Linked DNA regions of Gossypium hirsutum: region 1 is linked to region 2. Evidence: chromatin contacts called from public Hi-C data. All regions are on one chromosome and are shown on one strand. The core of a region is the stretch at or near the end of the contact, and the rest is flanking DNA. Distances in the headings are between cores, read along the strand shown. Region 1 holds the start of LOC107892181 (cytochrome c1-2, heme protein, mitochondrial). Region 2 holds the start of LOC107892189 (prohibitin-3, mitochondrial).

The links. Hi-C and Micro-C count contacts between places; a contact is called where the count stands out from the background.
Region 1: a Hi-C map of leaf shows a contact between it and region 2, with 3 times the contacts expected there. The contact joins the promoter of LOC107892181 here to the promoter of LOC107892189 in region 2. A contact is called at or near these places in 12 of 34 Hi-C or Micro-C datasets (callus, hypocotyl, leaf and 2 more).

The regions. Positions count from the first base shown.
Region 1 is chrD09:11,816,740-11,824,203 of Gossypium_hirsutum_v2.1, forward strand. It overlaps LOC107892181 (cytochrome c1-2, heme protein, mitochondrial), which reads right to left and starts at 1,611. Exons shown (of 8, transcript XM_016817191.2): 1 at 1,442-1,611; 2 at 960-1,043; 3 at 215-423. The coding sequence starts at 1,558. It also overlaps the pseudogene LOC107893006.
Region 2 is chrD09:11,387,083-11,394,262 of Gossypium_hirsutum_v2.1, forward strand. It overlaps LOC107892189 (prohibitin-3, mitochondrial), which reads right to left and starts at 2,052. Exons shown (of 3, transcript XM_016817202.2): 1 at 1,635-2,052; 2 at 801-1,333. The coding sequence starts at 1,946. The coding sequence ends at 803. It also overlaps the pseudogene LOC107892190.

The DNA of each region.
Region 1 (7,464 bases), core at 361-2,860, 430 kb after region 2:
TAATCTCACATCATTAACACTGGCAGCAAAAAGTAAAATATATGTGTGGCAATGGCTAACCTAATATTACAACTATATTGCAAAATTCTAAATAGATTTCTCCAATTCTCCAATTGGATGTTGAGACTGATATACAAGGTTTTTCCTTTCCAAGTAAGGTTTATTCATTTTTGTGCACATAACAAAAAAGAGCAAGGAAAGGCATAAAACTCACGAAGCATGGTCATATGAACTGAGGATGCCTGCGTGAGGCCAAGGATAATTTGCAACTCCTAAACCGTGTTCTGCCTCATCAGCAGATGCTACTGTTGCAAAACCTAGTAAACCTGAAACACCAGCTCCAAGGAGTGCAACAGTCCTCATACCAGCAGAACCCGCATCGTCATTAACTTTCCTTGATGAAAACCATGATAAAGCTTGAACCTGAGCAATAATACAGAACAAGTATTGGTAACTGGGAGAAAACCATTCCAGGTTAAATCCTATAGAAACTTTTCATTATTATTCAGAGATGAAAACTTTTTTTGCTCTGACTCTTCATTGTTCATGAAGTACACATGTCCAAGACTCGTATCCGACACTTGAGTATGAAGATAAACATCCAAGGATACTCCAAATACATGGAAAAACTTTAAAAAATCTGATCATACCCATCTCAATGCACACTTGCATATCAGACATTAGCACCCAAGTAAGAGTAATATAGGATGAAAACATACCGCAATTGGACAAAGCTTGCCTTAAAAGTTAGAATTCATCTTGAGGAAAGTAGAAAACTAGGATCAATGAATGAAAACTTGCTACAATTCAACAAATACTAGAATCCATGTAGCAAAATATTTCTAGATTATGTAAGAAAATCCAGTAAGAACCATGTAGATTGCATGGTCTTCATGACCTCATTCCATAGGTAAGTATAAGTTTAACATCAATGAAGGAAAACTAGGAAAGAATCTTACAGCAGACTGTGATTGAAATTTCCTCCTTAAAACCTGGTGGATTAATCCTCCAGCCATTTCAGTTAATTTCCCTGAAAAGTTCAGCTGAAACTTAATAAGCAAATGTATATTTACAATTAAAATGTTAAAAAAAAAGGACAAAATGAGATTAAAAAGAGAATTCATATAAAGGTTCCTTTTTTTCAGTCAAATAATCATTAAATTCTACAAAAAGGAAAAGCTTTAACAGTGTTGAAACAAGTGGGTAATCATAAAATCAAAGGATAAACATACAATACACAAAGAACAGTAAACCCAATCAAAGGAATAGCATAAGGAAGCCAAAAAAAGGTTAAAGTTTAAAATGAAAAAAGGAGGAACTTGAAAACCCTAACATAGAGGATCTGGGGGCAGATCCAACAACTATGGAGGAAAAAATAATAAAAATAATAAACCCAAAGATTAAAAGAAGATGTGAAGAGAGCATAAGACAGAGAACTAACTTGAAAAAGAGAGTGAAGGTTGATCACAGAGAGGTGGCGGTGGTGGTGGTCAAAGGAACCGGCGGCTGCCTCACAGATCCAAAGGAACAAAACGGAAAGTATAAGAGAAAACAGCATAAATTATAGTAGGAAAAAAAAACAGTGATTGAGATTTAGTCGAGTCGCGTGTCCACCAACAGACAGTAAGGTTTTGGGCTTTTAGGATGGCCTTGAAAACTGCCAGGTCTTGTGTTTGGTCTTTTCAGTGACATGAGACCCAAGTAGTGGACAGCAATAAAACCAGCCCATAAAGGAGACTCCACAAATAAATAAAAAGAAAACAGACAGGCCCCTTTTTTCCTTGCAGAGACAGCCCATTGCATCCACCGACCGACCATGAAAACAACTGCCGAGGATTGCCCTTGAATTTTCAACCTCGGAAGACACATAAAATTAAAGGATTAATTCCACAGTACATCCTCAAGTTATGATTCATGTTTTAAACAAGTTCTAAATTTTAAAATGCTCGAATTGAGTTTTTAAAATATTAGTATCATATCAATTAGGTTCTTTCGTTAATCTAATTATTAATTTGGATGCTAAATAAGCATGAGTCTAATAAAAAATATAGTTTTTATGTAATATTTAGTGTTATTTGAACCGAATTGATTGATATACTAGTCTGAATATAGAAGTTGAATCGACCTCTAAATGAACTGCTCAAAACTAATAAAAAATTGGAAGTCAGAACAAAAAGTCAAAAATTTGAATCAGTTGAACGGATTTTATATATATTTTTTATGTTTTATGAATATTTTTATTATTTATTTTTATATGATTGATCAAATCGAATGTTGAACATAGTTTAAACCGTTCAACCACTATCCTGATTTTTAAAACACTCGTGGCATACGATTCCCAAGTTATCCAAATGCTAAAAGGACCTAACCGATACTTTGAGTATTATAGTTTAGGACTAATGTAAATTTTGAAGCATAATTTAGGATATGAGATGTAATTTACCCAAGAATTAGTGAACTTCAAAAGGCAATGAAAAACCATTGGCGCCCAACATTTTGAGCAGAGTTCAAAGTTACTGCTGTCTCAAGCTGTCTTTCTTTTTTCTCCTCCAACCCCTGTATTCCCTTTACGTTCTAATAAATAAATGGAGATGAGCAATACTCTTATGAACCTGCAAAAAGAAAAATGGGCAAAAATCTACCTCACCACCATCAACATCAAAGCAAGAGCAACAACAGTTACACAAAATTTATATTTGTTCTATTCTTTTGTCTTTTGGGATTGGCTTGCATTGTAGATCTCTTGTGGGCATCTTCTTCTTCTTTTAGCTCTTCATATCTTAGGTTTGCATCCAATTGGGTGTCTCAAAAACCTCGTATCTTTGTTTCTCAACAACAACAACACAACGTTGACGACAAGGTTTTGTCTTTTTTTTGTCTTTCCCTCTCTTTAAAAATTTGTTCTTTTGGTGATAGATTTTTTTTTTTGCTATGTTATTTGTAAAATTTTAGATTGGGAAAAAGAAGAGATTTTTATCAGCAACATTTGCGGATTTACCAGCACCAGATTTGGCATGGGAACAAATGCCATCAGCACCAGTTCCACGCCTTGATGGTTCAGCTATACAAATTAACAACCTTTTCTATGTTCTTTCAGGATATGGTACCCTTGACCATGTAAGTTTATCAATCTATGAACACTTTGGTTTTAAATTGTTGATTAGATTGAATGGATGAATGTAATTGATGTTTATTTGATTTTCAACAACAGGTGCACTCTCATGTTGATGTGTTTAATTTCACTGATAATACATGGTGTGCCAAGTTCGATACACCAAAAGACATGGCGAATTCACATCTAGGAGTAGCAAGTGATGGGAGATACATATATGTAGTGTCAGGTCAATATGGTCCCCAATGTCGGGCCCCGACATCTCGTACTTATGTTCTTGATACTCAAACAAGGGAATGGCAAAGCTTGCCTCCTTTGCCAGCCCCAAGGTATGTGACACCGATATGTGATTGTATGAACCACACTGAACTTGGATAAATGTCGAATGAACTAACTTTTTTTCAACATTGAAAAAATTTCAGGTATGCGCCAGCAACTCAGTTATGGAAAGGCAGACTCCATGTGATGGGAGGCAGCAAAGAGAACCGCCACACACCGGGATTGGAGCATTGGAGTATAGCAGTGAAAGATGCAAGGCATTGGAGAAAGAGTGGCGGACTGAGATCCCGATTCCTCGTGGAGGACCGCATAGGTATTGTTATTGCTCTTTTGGAAATGTTAATACCTTGAGGATTCTAGCCTATAAAGATTGACTAATTTACGCGGTGACTAATCGTTTTGACAGGGCTTCTGTTGCGATAAACGATCGACTGTTTGTAATCGGCGGTCAAGAGGGAGATTTTATGGCAAAACCTGGATCACCTATCTTCAAATGTTCTCGTAGACACGAGGTATATAAATAGCTAGTTAATGGATAGGTTCATTGCAAGCCATGATGATCATTATTCAGACATGTTTTTTAACCTGCCATGTTTTTTCATGTTGGATTCTCTGGTTTCTTATATAACCTGAAATGCTTCATCATTATTTTAGGTTGTATATGGGGATGTTTACATGCTAGATGCTGAAATGAAGAAATGGGAAGTGTTACCTCCACTGCCAAAACCAAACTCCCACATAGAATGTTCTTGGGTAGCTGTCAACAATTCGATCATAATTACAGGCGGCACAACAGAAAAACATCCAGAGACCAAAAGGATGATCCTGGTCGGGGAAGTTTTCCAGTTTCATTTAGATTCACTGGTATGTGTGTGCTTTGTCTGAAAAAAGAGACTTTTCTTAAGGCAATGGAAGCAACTGAAACATGCTCAATGAGTTTGCTAATTGCAGACTTGGTCGGTGATCGGAAAGCTTCCTTACCGTGTGAAGACAACCTTAGCCGGTTTCTGGGACGGACATTTGTATTTTACATCGGGACAACGAGACAGAGGACCAGATAATCCGCAACCGAAGAAGGTGATTGGAGAGATGTGGAGAACCAAACTGAATATCTAATTCTTAACCATGTTTGTACATTATTTACGTCTCTGTTCTTTCAAGGAATACAAAGCTTACGTTATCATAGCTGTTTCAAATACATCAGAAATTTTGTTAGCGTCATGTGTACCACATTATACTGTGAATAATAAGTTTGTAAAAATTGGTGTGTTTGGTTGAATGGAAAAGTAGAGGGATGGGAGGAAGGAAAAAAAAAGAAAGAAAATAAATTTTGAATTTGTTTGACTGGAAAAGAAAAATGAGAGGGAAAAAAATAGAAAAAATGATTATTTTTTATTCTAATGTATAAAAATCAATCATTTTAAATTAGAATATGAGATGTCTATTTTAGTTTAAAATTTTTTATTTTTTAAATGTTTTATTTTTTTATTTTTTTTATTTTTCATCTCTACTAAATAATGGATGGAAAGAACAGTAATTTTTTTTAAAATTTTATCTTTTCTATCCAGCACATTTGTAATAGAAAAAGGTATATATTTTAATCTTTTTAATTTTTTATCCCTTTAATTTTTCATTTCTTTCAATTTTCTTTTCTCTTTACAAAGTAAAGCCCAAAGTTTCACTTATCAACAGCAAAATATTATATACCACCCAAGTTTATAATAATCATTAAAAATTGAGAAAATTTCTATTGCACACCCTCTATACGCATAGTGCTTCCTTAGATGGAATTGGGTTGGCTAAATTTTAAAGCAACCACTGTTATGATGTTGCTAAGGCATAAGTAGGAGAGTTGCTTGGCATAAGCTTTTATGTGTTGAAAAATTCAGTTAAAAAAATGGTTTTCAGTTTAAAAATTTTGAAACCCAAGTCAGTTTAGGATATTTATAGTAATATTTTTTTTTTTTGAAAAATATGTGTACTTTGAACTTAAATCGTTCTCGCCTTTCAACTAAATGACTTTCTCTATTATTCTCGTATCTTAATTTGTGCTTAGTGTGAGCTTGAGCAACACAAATCAAACACAGAATAAAAACTAAATTATTACTTTCTGTGGGAAAGTAATTTCTTTCTCTCTAAACCGAAAAGTTTGTTATTTTGAAAAATAGAATTTATTCTTAGGAATAAATTCCCTCTATTTTTCTGCGGAATAACAATATATGAATCAAGTATATTTTCCTCTATCAGAAATGTCTATTTATAAAGAGAGATTGGAGAATATTGATTGAATAAGAATAATACAAATAATATTTATTTAACAGAAAACACTCTTTTAGTCCAATTAGGAGAGAGAGGGGTAGCACACCCTATATAATAACATTAGGATTGCCACCCCTCTAATGTAACATGAAGAGGTTTGGGCGTCTCTTGTATTGAGTCCTTTTATATGTGTTTTCTAAACTTTTGATCTAGTATTTAATTTAATCCAACTCAATATTTGTTTTTTATTTCCCAAAATAAATATTATTTTGGAACATGAGTAGCCACATATTCGGCTTCCATAGTGGAGTCAGCAGTACATCTTTGCTTGACACTTTTCCATACCTTAGACTAGGGGTGAGCGTTCAATCTAATCGAATCGAATCGAATGAAAAAATTTTGAGTTAATCGAGTTGACGAATCATATTTTATCATCCTAACGATTTGAAATTTTCTCGAATCAAGTCGAGTGAGATGGAATTCGAATTGAATCGAATCGAATATATTTTATCATCCCTACCATGGACTCGCTATCTAAGACAAAGATATAGCTCGATGTCGATTTCATCGAATCCCGACATGTTTGGAAGTCAGAATCAATATAGTCGATAAGAGTAAGATTTCCTCCAAAATACACAAGCATATAATCCCTCGTTCTCCATAAATACTTGAGTATATTTTTAATTGTTTGCCAATGTCTTGGACTAGGATTCACTTGATATTGACTCACTAGCTCTACTGCGAAATAGATATCTAAATGTGTGAATAACATAATATATATATGACTTCCTACTGTCTAAGCATAAAGAATCTTTCTTATGTATTCTCTTTCTTGCGTTGTCTTAGGACAATCCTCCAAAGAAAGATGAAAGCCTAATACGAAAGATTAGTTCCCTTCTTTAAGTTGATCATTACATAATGTTCCAATATCTTGTCTACATAACGTTCCAAACCTAGAACAAAGTTAGCTTCTCCTAAGTCCTTTACGCTAAACTGTTGAGTTAACAGTTTAGCCGATGAAAATATCCCTACATCATTTCCAATAAGTAGAATGTCATCGACATATAGAACGAGAAAGACCACCTTTCCACCCCAACACATTTATAAACATAAGGTTCATCTACGTTTTGCTCAAATCTAAAAATTTTAATCGTTTGATCTAATCTTTGATTCCATGAGTGGGATGTTTGTTTAAGTTCATATATGGATCTAAGTAGTTTGCAAACTTTATGCTCATTTCCTTTAGCTATATATCTATTGGGTTGCATCATATAGATTTTTTCTTCGAGATAGTCATTTAAGAATGTTCTGTTGGCATCTATTTGCCAGATCAAGTAATCAAGAGTCGCCACAATGGATAACAATATGTAGATCAACTTGAGCATAGAGAGAAGGTTTCTTCATATAAATTTCCACTTTTCCATCCGCATTTCTTTTCTTTTTATACTAAGTCTACAAGTTCCCACACTAAGTTGGATTTCATAGAATCTATTTAAGCTTTCATAGTTATTTCCCAAAGCTTTGGAATCAGTATCCTAAATCACTTCATCAAATGTGAGTGGGTCATCATCTTCCTACTTGACAGACTCAATGTTTAAAGCACTTCCATCAGACTAGGAGAACTCAGGCCTACGAGAAACACTCTCACTACAATGAAGCCTCCTATGTTGCTGATCATTTGTAGGTCTACTATTAAGATTTGGTTCCGAAGCTGTTACTATAGGGTTTTCTATATTTTCAAAAGTTCCTCAAGTACCTCTTTACTTTGAGGTTTAAATTCATTTGTGTAACTCTCCTTAAGGAAGGTAGTCTGA
Region 2 (7,180 bases), core at 802-3,301:
AAATGATGTTAAAACCCGATTACATATTATAAACTTATGAGGAGAGCAGATGACTGTAGGCATTCGTACTTCTAAGCTACATCAAGTTCCCATTGAAATAGGATCCATACAAGGAAAATCACTTCCCATTCGTTGGTTATTAGCAGCACCCCGAAAAACATTTGAGTCAAAGTATCACTTTCAAATTAAGTTCTGAATTAGTAGATGCTGCCAAAGGGAGTGGCAATGCCATACGCGATAAGGAAGAGACTCATAGATTGGCAGAGGCAAATTTTGCCTTAGCAGCAAGGTATCAAATTTGGTTTATTTTACGTTGCTTCCTTTCTAAATCTATTACTTCCTTCATTCGTTAATTGTAACAGTTCTTTACTTGGAAGGTTCGAAATCTCCATTCTGTATGTATTCCATTCTGTATGTATTCATCCCTGAAACTGACATTTGGCATCTAATATCAAAATAGGAACAATGCATTAATAAGAGGATGTTGAAAGGAACCATACTTCATAATTAGTTGAAACAATTCAGATGCAGACAAATATGACCTAATGAAAGCTAGAGCAAGTTGCTAAACAGCCTCACCGCAGATAAGCAAATATAGTCTTCAAAAAATTCATTCTCTCGGTAACAGTTAAATCAAGTACTATGTAATAACAACAGAAAATAAACACCAGTATCCATTTTCAGTCAGCAAATTCATGCAATGTTTGACACAGAGATTATTGAGAGAGCATGATAAGTAGTGATGTAACAATAACTGTATATGCCATGACACATATATAGGTAATGAAAAAGGAAATTACCATCATGGCCTAGATGGATTCATAGCGAGAAGCATGTTTTGTCCACCAGGAATATATTGCACGTTGGGTGACTTAGCAAGGGTTCCAGCTATTTCCCTTGATGCCTCAATCCTCCTTAGCTCAATCAGTCCCATACCAGCAGTCAGAGTTGCTTCCGAAATTAACTTCGCAGCCTCACTTTCACCTTCTGCTCGGATAACAGCAGCCCTCCTTTCCTGATCAGCTTTTGCCACAACGTACCTCGACCGCTCTGCCTCCTGTTGTGCCACCTGTTTTTGCTCCACTGCTCTTGAGAATTCGGCACCATATGACAAGTGTGTAATCGCTACATCGGCTAGCTCAATGTTAAAGTCCCTCGCACGCTGTGTCAGTGAATTCCGGACCAATGCAGACACTTGGGGACGCTCGGTGAGAAGCTGATCAGCATTGAACTGTGCAACCACAGCTTTCAACACCTCATTTCCAATGGAGGGAAGCACTTTCTCATCGTACTCAAGACCAAGGCGTTGATAAATTTCAGGAAGCTTATCCACCTTTTTCGCAAAAATACAACCAATCAAACATTAATATTTAAATAACAAACTAAACCGTAGCATTCATCAAGCATACATACATGATCAAAACTACAATGTTAGTAGAATCAGAACTCCGGTCATAGCATCAAAAAAGCCTTTTCTTTTCTTAAAATGCAAAAAGCAAAAACCAGAACCTTCATTAACCCATTTCATAATTACATACAAAAAAGTCATGCCTAATCAAGATTTAGTTCTTCATACATATATGTAAAAGAAAACCCATTTAATTTGAATAAAAAAAAAAGGCTTTCTTGATTACCTTAGGTTTAGAAAGGACTCGAAGAGTGAGATTAACCATCTGGAGATCCTTGGTTCCGGAAATAGATGAGAAGGTGTGAGGCTTCATACGGATATCATAGATGAAAGGCTTCTGCAGCCATGGGACCAAAAAGTGGGTACCTTCTTCGGCCGTTTTGTCCAACACTCCTCTTAAACGATCAAAGATTACAGCTCTTTCGCCACCGTCCACGGTGTACATGGAGGCATTGAGGAGAGTTGCAGCGGCACCGAGGCCAAAAGCTGCGCGTGCGATGTTGGTTAAGAAAGACACTGCAGCTTGATTGCTTCCCATTTTTCTGGAATTCCTTGTTTGATTTGCTTTCTGCCGGTTGACAGGGATTTTTGATTTTTTTGGGCAAGTGGGGGTTATTATTAGGGTTTATCTACATATATTTATATAGAGAGGGGCTTAATGCATATTTTAGTCCCTAAAAATACTGTTTTTCTCACTTTAGTCCCTAACGTTATTATAAGTTCATAGGTTCAGTCATGTGTTAACGTTAAGAATTGAAGTGGGCCAAAAAAACATTTAAAGATCAAAATAGAAAAAGAAAATTACTTTAGGGACTAAAATAAGCATAAGCTACGGTTTAGCCTTTTACCAATATTAATTTTTCAATTTCACACCTAAACTTCTTTTTGTACAACTTTAGTTCTTAAATTACCAAATACATGCTACTTGACACATTCTTATTGGGTGCTAATAAATTTTCAGATAAAATAGGATGAAAATAATAATTCTCTTATTAAAGTGAGAAAATAGTATAATTCAAAGGCCTAATCATAAATAAAGCCGGATTTTAAAGTGGGTTAGCTTCCTATTTAAGCGCTAAACAATGAGCCCGGATTAGCCCAAAAGGATTCCCTTTTCGTTTCAGTTTCAATCCAGAAAAATCGAAAACCCCCAAATTTGAATCCAACAAAGGGAGGCGTAAGGATTCAATTTTACGAGCTCTCAAGAAAGGTAACTTCTTTTACTTGTCTTTCTTTTTATATTGTGCCATTAAACTCCTAGAAATCAAACAGAGGAAACTCATTTCCTATTTCCTTTTTTCATACACTACCCAGTTGATCTCTCTTCATTTTACTTCAAACCCCATAAGAAGAAGAAACACTTTTTCCTCTTTTCTTCTTTGTTGGGGTTGATTGATTTTTCTGCTGAATGGATGTTTCTTTGTTGGGGTTGATTAAATTCCTAGTACAGCGGCTCCATGACACTTTTACTATTTTTTGCTTTCAGACATTAATCAAAGTTGGCTAGTCTCAACACATTTCAATTTAATCAAAATTCTTTGCTCATAGGACTCAAGAATGGCTGGGAAAGCAGCACAATCTGTGGTGAAGGCAGTGGGAGAATACCAATACCCATGGCGTGAAAAGTTGGCTAAGTATAAAGTAGAGTTATCAAAGGGAGTATGGGCTATTGGGAACTTGGAGCTTGGAAGCCTCTAGGCATCAGCGCTAGGCGTCGACCCAGACTCTGAAAAGAAATGCTTCTAGCGGGCAAAGATTGGTCGTACGATCCAGAGGAGAAAGAGATGAGAAGCAAGATGAAAGGTCACAAGTGCGACAGAATAGCTGCTGAGAGAAGGGAGATTACTGCTAATTTGATGCAGAAAATGCCTGAGATGTTGCTTGCTTATAAGAAACGCAGGTGGGAGAAGAAAATGAAGGAAGAAGAGAAAGCTAAAGATAAATAAATCTGCATTTTTTCCTTATTTGGGTGGTTGAGAACAAAAACAAAAAAGTTGAACCTTGTACTAATGAATTCAATGTTGGGTTTTTTTTGTTTAAATTATTATGTATTGGCTGAATAATATTGATACATATGTTAGTAATGAGATAGAGCTATGGGTTCCTAGGGTGGTTCTCAGATAACGAATTAAATGAATTCGGGTAGTTCAAAGAATATGGGATATTATCATTTTGGAATATAAAATTATTATTTTAACTTGTCCTAAATTTGTAGTCAGAAATTTTTTTGTGACAATGGCCAATCGAGCGTCGTGATATCCTCTTGTACCAATTTTTATTATTATTATTTTTCCTCTTCCCTTTTTCTTTTCTTTTCTTATGTTTATTTTCTTTTTCTGCCTTACTTCTACACATTTTCATCTTTCTTCTGCCAAAAACTTCTAAAATTTTCTCACTTTAATACCATCCAATCACCAACAAAATTACATCTCTTAAACCCTTTTCATTTTCTTCTTCATTTTCCAACCACCAGCAACTAATCCCCACCACTTCCCCTCTCCTTTTCAAACTAACCCACAAAGACAAAATCTAATAGAAATATCACGATAGAAATATTTCACTTCTTTCTTCTATTTCTTTTTGCAGTTACACGAAAATTATATATGATATTATCATTCACATTTATGTTCAAGTTTGAAACTTTAATTTTTTTTTGTAAATAAAGTCGACTTCAAATTTTAGATTTTAATTTTTTATTAAATTATTTATTAACCAAATGCAACAGGAGGAGTGGCTCGGGACCGAGATGGAAATTGGATAGTGGGTTTTAACCGATTCCTTGGCATGTGCTCCCCGTTCGAAGCTGAAGTTTGGGCTATTCTTGATGGGATCCTCATTTTACTTAATAAGGGCTATAAACGTATCACTATTATGACAGATAATCTTGAAGTTGCTCAGATCTTGACTGATATGGATTTGGAAGATTCAGGGATTACTGTGCTCCGAAGAACTCTTCGTATTTTGCATTCAGAAGGGGAGTGGAGGATAAAGCACATTCCAAGAAATCAAAATTTGGTAGCAGATCGTCTTGCTAAACTCAGTTTGAGTTGGAAATCAAGCTTACAAGTTATTGATGAGGCTCCTAAGGATCTTTTAGATTTATTACAAGTAGACAAAACGAATGGTTGCTTTATGTAACTAATGTTTTTATTTCACCAAAAAAAATAAAAACAAAAGAAAATAAAAAATTCTTTAAACCTAAAATCCTTAAAAAAATTAAACCCATCAGCTGGAAAAAATTAACATCACAAAAAAAAACCCATAAATATCCCCAAGAACACAAAACCTAGAAAATTTTCAAACCCCAACAAACATGTTGGTGGCGACTTACAAAGTGATGGCATAGGTGAGCGAAGAGCGTGGTGGTTTTGGTTGTAACACCCCAGATCTGACAAGTCTAAAGTTTTAGGCGTATAGCAGTAAATAGTCTGTTTGGCGAAGTGTTATCCGTCCAAATGATTATTTTGGCGTATAGTAATTGCCATATGAGTTTGTAACAATTTGACTTCATGATATTCTGCTATATTAAAGAGAAGTTCTTGTTAATTGATAAAAGGGTAAGTATGGAATAAGTATTCACCAAAGGTATAGTATGCCTGGTTTGTATGGAATACTGTGTTAGTTAGATTCCAAGTAATTTGGTTAGAAATAAACTAGTTAGTCTAGCTTGATAATTGTGATTGGAAGGTGTTTATTTATATTTCGCTTAGAATCTCTATGCCATTAAGAAGACAAGTTTTGAAACGTATGACACTTGTTAAATTCCACTAAGTGGAGTCATATTTATATATGAGAGATGAGTTCTGAAAGGGTTTTTCTTTCTTCTTCCTCTTCCTTAAGTGGTATTTACTGATACCTACCTTAAGTTTGAATTATCTTACATCGATGATCTAGAAGCTATGGTTCTTTTATGATCAAAGGTTATTTCGTATCAGGGTAAGCATTTTAGCTCTACATGTTAAGTTTTGGATGAGTAAATCTGTATGTGGTGATCGAACAGTAAGACTGTAAGTATAAGGTTTCCGTATGAGATTGTCAACGATTAATATGATAAGTCTTTCGTATGTACAAAAGTGGTAATAATGAAATTTTGTTTCTAAGAAGTGGTTGTTGCTGGTTTGAGATGGATATCTGGATTTGGAGTTTTAAACTGCAGTAAGTGTGAATCAGGTGGGTCTTTACTTTGAATCTTACATGTGAACAATGCCAGTAAATAATTTAAATAGTGATGAATTTTGAGTATTTAATGAATGAGTAAAACATAAGAAAGATGTTGCATGTGAAAATATAATATGTACAAAGTATTTTAGGAATAGGAAGTTGAATGATAAGTATGCATGAAAGTTCAATATGGAAAGGTAAGAATCAGTCAGGTGAGTTTCTACTCTGGCTCTTGCACGTATGAAGAGTGTTATGAAATTATGAAATCTTGGGTCTGGGATGTGTTTGGTTTGTAGAGTTTGTAAGGTGAGTCGAGTCACCATGGTGGTAAATAAAAAAATTCGTCGGGACAATAAACACGAACTCTGATATGAAACTCTGAAGAAAAAATTTCATGGCTATGACATACTCTGAAAAAGAAATGTTGAATGACAATTTATCTAATAGGGTTCTTTGTATGTCCAAGGGCGGTGATGGGCAAATCTCACTCTTTGTGAGTTTAAGTAAATCCATATCGTAAACATGACTATTTTAGGATGCCTATGTGGCATCTTGTCAGCCTTTGTGGCATACTCTGAATGAATCGCCTTTGGGGCATACTTTGTACGGATCACCTTTGTGGTGTACTCTGATTAAATTGCTTTAAAGTGTATTCTTTAATAAGGACTTATGGTGCATTCGGTATATTGTTTGCTTGCCTCTGATGTGTTCTGTGAAGCTTACCAGACAGTAACAAGAGGTTCTATATGATTGCCTGTATGGCGTGCTTTGTTAGGTCTACATGACGTAAACTGTTAGGAATGTCTGGAATGATTTGAGTGTAAATATCTGTCTCTATGGTAAAATAGAAGTAAATTCTTGTAGTTCTGTAATAAATATAGTTAAGAGGAGGTATTGATGTGTTTTGAGTTAAGAATAAATAAGTCTTAAGGGTTTCCATGAAAAAGAGATGTGTATCTGTATGTTAAGAAGGGTATCTGTTATGATGATTTATAAATGTGGAAAGTGAAGGGGTATTTAATCTTCTTCTAGAATTATTTTGAATCTGAATTAGTGGCATCTTGAGTTATGGGATTTTGATATAATACGATATGGAATTCGAATGAATGGTCTAGCAGTACTCTTCTACACGAGTATGAGCAGTGTTGAACCAGGATATGTCTGAAGATGAAATTGATGGTATCTAGTTCTACATAGGAATTTGCCAAACATTTATGTATCCATCCGTGATAAATGTTATTGAACAACTATTTGAAATAAGAGTATGTGTTAAGATATGTTTTTTGGAAGTGGACTCGGAGGGTATGTCTGCAAAGAATTTATTTTGTGACTAGATTTATGGAAGTTTTGGACGAATTCCTCAGTTAATTGGATAGGAAGATTGAATATGACAAGAGCATGATAATTGGAGTATAAGAATATGATAAAATTGTAGTGGTATCCGTCGAAATAATGATGCAGAATAATGGTTGACACAATAGTTCATATAAGATTTCAATTATCCATCAAGGTATTGTTATGTTAAGCTCACTAAGTACTCGTGTACTTACAAGATTTGTTACTGCTTTTCAGGTACTTGAGATGAGACATCGCTTGAAGGGACAATGATAG